2 separate regions of the Zea mays genome follow, and region 1 is linked to region 2. The links are chromatin contacts, called in public Hi-C maps. All regions are on one chromosome and are shown on one strand. Each heading gives the region's core, a stretch centred on a gene start, on an enhancer-like site or on the middle of the called end of the contact. The rest is flanking DNA. Distances are from core to core; before and after follow the strand shown.

Region 1 (2,844 bases), core at 52-2,551, 170 kb after region 2:
CAGTTAAAAGAAGGCCGAGCATCATTGTCCTTCGATCAGGTCAATACTTTTAGATAAGAACGTACGTGAACAGCAAGATGAGGACACTTCAACAAATAACAAGACGTGAACAGCAAGATCATGAGATATGACTATATGAGGCCAATTCTCCCAGGTAGCCTGCTCACGCGCGTCCTTACTCTTCACCAAAAAAAAACACACATCCATCTGCATATTGCAACAATATTAATATACTCATAGTAGCAGCAGTGCAGCTGCAACTACTAGGCGATAGACTGATAATGATCTCTGACTTGAACAAGCTTAAATTATATCGCTAAAAGTTTTTTTTTCCTAAAGAAAGGTAGCCATAAGTAAAAGGCAAAGACATGCCATCTGGCAATCTCCCTGAAGACTCCAACAGACATCGTAATAAAACTCACTGCATTCAAGCATTTAACTAACATCAGCACCATCTGCATAATAGAAAATTTAAAAGTTTACAAGTGTACTTTGTCAACCAGGTTAACCTTGTGCCCACTGATTGTTGAAATTCATTAACTTTATAGTCCAGTTCTCCGGGAAAGCATTACTGCAGGTTGGCTATTTCAGTTTCAGACTATGATATGAATACAGAGAACACACAGAATCACATCGATTCAATCTATCAAATGGTTTAAGATTAATACTCTGAACTTTCTTTGTTTCCCAAATTTGTTGGGAGCAACTGGGAAAGAGAAACGAACAAACATATAGTTTGACCTGAAATTCAGTTTCCTTTACCACTGACAGCAAGTTCATGGGTGCAGTCAAAGCTCTTGGTCTCTTGGGTGGAGTTAGCCGGAGGTATAAATGGCCGGCTTCTGCAGCTTCTACACTATAAATTGCAGCTGCCGCAATTCAAACAACTAGCTATAATCTAAAACAAACATTGATTGATATTTTCATGGTTTATACTACCCTATTTTTAAATTTTTATCGTCCACTAATTTATTTTTGAAAAAACTAAAACACGGTAAATAAAAAAACCGAGGGAGAGTGTCTCTTTGCATCATCTCTGTATAAAGGTCGAAGACAAACAGATACAAATTTGTTGTGGTTTTTCACTTACAAAATTACGCATCTGCGCCATAATATTATGAAATAACTGCGGACTTAATTTCAGAACAAGTATCTGATTATGATATGACTAAAGCAATACCTATAATGTTTACATCTGGGCCGGTAGTTTATTAATACAGTAGAAGTGTTTTCTTGCTTATACAGTGCAATTAATTAGTCCTCAGGTATTTTATATAACTAATGGTTACATCGTCATTGCTGGATTAACTTATATATTTTTTTCATAATTACTTACTTTACATTAAGAAAGAATACAGAATAACTTATGTCTTTATCTCTCATGCGTTATTTTTATCGTATTATTTTCTAGTAAGAAAAAAACAAGATTTTTATACCTTTTTCATGCCTCAACTTTGTCCAGGAAAAAAAAGAGATATCTTCGATAGAGGTCAGATTGATCCCAGCAAAAGCAATCAGCCTGGCGACCGAAACCGATCGGACATGGGCCAAAAATCTCATCCATTATCTGGCCCTGCCGGTGATACGACATTGTTCTGCACCCAAGATGTCGAGGCCCTTCCCGGCCAACAGATATCTTTTCCCGGAGAACAATATTTGCTCGTGGCGCATATATCCCCGTCCCTGGCCTCGCGTATTGGGAGACGCCGTGCTGCTTTGGAATGGGCGAACTGCGATCGGTGTCGCTCTCGTGCAACTTACCGTGAACGTCGGCCTCCTATCGCTCGCGGCAGTATTTATACGCTTCGTCCCAGCTGCACTCCTCCACCGCCGCCCATCGATCCAAGCCGGCGGTCGGCTTGGACGGTGGCTGGAAAATGCTTCGCTTTTGGAGGACGCAGAGGAGCACCACCTCGTCGAACGCGTTGTCGGTGAGTGACCCCATTTGTGAATGAGAAAGCAGAGAAGACGGTAGCTTCTCTTCATCTCTTGTTCTCTCTCTCTCTCAGCCTCATGGCTTTGCATTTCTGTGGCTATGCTAGGTCGTGGAGATGAACGTGCACATGGACTGCGACGGCTGCGAGAAGCGAGTGAGGAAGGCCATGTCCCAGCTGGAAGGCACGCACGACTGATTCCATTCCTCCATCCTGTTCATCAGAAATATATACCAACAAAACCCAATTCCGATCCATCAGGAGTATGCATGACAGATATGCTAGCTGTGCAGTGCAGGAGTGAGCTCGGTGGAGATCGACATGGATCGGCAGAAGGTGACAGTGACAGGGTACGTGGACCGGCGGGAGGCGCTGCGCGCGGCGCGGCGGACCGGCAGGGCGGCGGAGTTCTGGCCGTGGCCGTACGACGGCGAGTACTACCCGTTCGCGATCCAGTACCTGGAGGACAACACGTACATGGCCACCAACAAGTACTACCGCCACGGCTACAACGACCCCACGATCGGATCCTACCCCTGCCACGCCTTCACGCATGTCCTCGACGACGACGCGCTCGCCGTCTTCCACGACGACAATGTCCACGCCTGCGCCGTGATGTGATGTACGTGATGCGAAGAAGAAGAAGAAGAAGAAGACAGTATGCGCGTAGTACTCACTGCTGGTATGTGGTATTCACATGTAAAACCTGATTTCACTACGACCTCGAAGAAAGGAGAGTTAATTCCATCTTCTCGCAAAAGAGAGAGATCATGCATGTTAAAAATTATCAGCTCTCGTCAGGCCGCCGTTAACAAATTGCTGCTGTGAACAAGCAGCTCAAATAAAGTCTTGCTCTGAACACCGCACAAAAAATTGGGTGCTGTGATTTTTTTCTTTTTACTTGTGCTGT
Region 2 (2,700 bases), core at 118-2,617:
ATTGGCCACATGAGCATGTTTTCCTGTCAAGATCCACTCCATGTCTCCAAGGTGTGTTGTCCCTAGTTAATCCAGATACTTCGGCCTTAAGACCACCACTTCCTGTGATTGTATATTTCAAGGATCTGCTCTTAATGTTCAGCCCACTGATAACACTAGGAAGTACTCGTCCGGTTAGCCTCGCAGCTATCTTTCGTCAGCTCCTGTTGGATCATCTCCTTCTGCATCAAAACCAAGATCCATATAGTGCTCCACCTCTTCCTCCTCTGCTCTTTTAGGACCAGCTGCTGTGAGGCCATGTTCTGGTTCCTCCGCCCACAATAAACCATTATTTTCAGCCATCACTTCAATTGGAAGCTTGTTTTGCCTATATAATATTGTCAGAAACAAATGTTGCCGTTTCTCTGGAATGGATGTGGCCAAATTGATCAAGGTTTGGTTCAGGAAAATAAGGATGTCAGTTTTTTTTTTAAAAAAAAATCCTAACAAACCAATTGACGTTAATTCTCTTGGGTATCGTTTCGGCAGAAGTGGAAGACACTGCTCACCATGCCACCACTAACTGGATGAATGATTTTGTGTCAAATGTGAGTATGCCGAACGACGTATGGACTCTATGAGACTGGTCCTAAAATTGTTTGATTGTAGCAAGGTTGTTGGTGATTAATTTAATGCCGTTGATGACTTGATGTGTGGACAACGGGACATCTAGCCACATCTCTCATGCATGATTGGTGCGGTGCGATCATATACAGGTTGCATCTAGAATTCCACAAGGTTAACAGGACTAATAAGATTGGCTAGACGATAAACAGGAAGGCGACACCATGTTGGCCCAATAGGTACGCATGACCATAAGGCCCACAGACTTGGGTATGATTCAACTATGCGGCAGGCCGGTTTACTCAGACATACGATGGGCCGTCAGCAGTCGAATTCAATAACTCCCATTGCACGCCGTCGGTCTGACCTTGTCCAACCCCACCCCCCCCCCCCCCCCCCCCCCCTTTTTTTTAGAACGCCATGTCTTCGTCTTCACTTGAATATTCTAGGTCTGAGCAGGTTTGTAACAAGCGTATTTACGAGAAAATAAAAATCATTATAGGAATTTTAGATGATGAATAGATTAAAACAAATTATGCTGAATAAGCCTGGACTAAATTATAGTTATTATCGGATTGGCTCATTGGTTTATGACGGTCTAGTGTGACCAGTGACTCCATCACATCAGGCGTGCAGCGAAGTAAAAGCGATAAGCAAGGGAGGCAAGCTGAAATTAACTGCGCCAATGAGTACACATTGGTGTGGGATACCATACCACGGCTGCAGCCTGTCGCACCCGGCTGCGCCACCGTCCTCGCATCGCAGGGGCCCTGCCACTGCCACCTCGAGCAATCCAAATGCATCGCTCAAGCGTCCCGTGCAGATGGGTAGGGAGCTAGGCAGAGGAGCAGAGGGACGGACGGTGTGTGTGGCCGAATTCAATAACAAAGCTAAGCTGTTATGTAGAGATAGTATGGGACTTTAGTCCCACGTCGCTCATCTAGATAGAAGAATTAGCTTATATGTGGTGTGGGAGTGTTCGCTACTCTTCACATAATACAAATAAAGAGCTATGAAGGCTGCCACACGTGCACACGCTCGCTCGCGCTACGCGTTATTTATCGTGTGACTTGTGACTTGCGACGATGCGCGATCGCGTCGTGACGAGTTCTAAACGACGTTACGTGCGAGATCTCCAGACGGTTGCACGTCGAGATATTTCAGAGGGCGGTTCCTGGAATTTAGCAGATCGAATCAAGGGGTGCGGCGGCTCGTCTATAAAGGGTAGACGTCCTTCAGTCGGAGGTGAGAGCACCTAGAGGGGGGTGAATAGGTGATCCTGTAAAACTTAAAACTTACACAAAAACTTGTTTAGGCGATAGCACAGTAATTTGCCAAGTGGCTAGAGAAAGATCTCAACACAACACAATAACCAAGAGATATCAATCACAGAGATGGCACGGTGGTTATCCCGTGGTTCGGCCAAGACCAACGCTTGCCTACTCCACGTTGTGGCGTCCCAATGGACGAGGGTTGCAATCAACCCCTCTCAAGCGGTCCAAAGACCAACTTGAATACCACGGTGTTGCTTTGCTTTTCTTAATCCCGTTTGCGAGGAATCTCCACAGCTTGGAGCCTCTCGCCCTTACAAAAGATGTTCACAAAGAATCACGGAGCAAGGGAGGGATTAGCAACTCACACACGACACAAAGATCACAGCGAATACGCACACACAAAACCCAGACTTGAGCTCAAGAGACTAGCACACTAGAACGGAGCTCAAATCACTAGAATGTCGAATAAGTGCGCAAGAATGAAGTGTGAGTGATCAACAATGCTCAAAGGATGCTTGGGTGTACTCCTCCATGCGCCTAGGGGTCCCTTTTATAGCCCCAAGGCAGCTAGGAGCCGTTGAGAGCAATCAGGGAAGGCAATTCTTGCCTTCTGTCGTCTGGCGCACCGGACAGTCCGGTGCCCGATTTCCTTCCTTAAATAGCGAAGCCGACCGTTGCGGATTTGAGAGCCGTTGGCGCACCGGACATGTCCGGTGCACACCGGACAGTCCGGTGCCTTCTTCTAGCCGTTGGCTCGGCCACGTGTCCCGCGCAGATTGCGCGGCCGACCGTTGGCTCACCGGACAGTCCGGTGCACACCGGA

Evidence for each region. A called contact is a pair of places that touch in the nucleus more often than the background predicts.
Region 1: a Hi-C map of tassel shows a contact between it and region 2, with 2.5 times the contacts expected there. The contact joins the promoter of LOC103653918 here to the enhancer-like site in region 2. A contact is called at or near these places in 3 of 25 Hi-C or Micro-C datasets (ear, leaf and tassel).

What each region holds. Positions count from the first base shown.
Region 1 is chr4:161,709,969-161,712,812 of Zm-B73-REFERENCE-NAM-5.0, forward strand. LOC103653918 (heavy metal-associated isoprenylated plant protein 45) reads left to right here and starts at 1,302. Exons shown (of 3, transcript XM_008680723.4): 1 at 1,302-1,931; 2 at 2,043-2,118; 3 at 2,233-2,796. The coding sequence starts at 1,878. The coding sequence ends at 2,555.
Region 2 is chr4:161,539,379-161,542,078 of Zm-B73-REFERENCE-NAM-5.0, forward strand. No RefSeq gene overlaps it. Among protein-coding and RNA genes, the nearest start is that of LOC103653916, 11 kb to the right of the region's middle. Within about 2 kb of position 1,368, at least 16 of the 20 cell types and tissues checked have an H3K27ac peak or open chromatin away from gene starts, as enhancers often do. A contact at or near this core is called in ear, leaf and tassel, where this site is marked.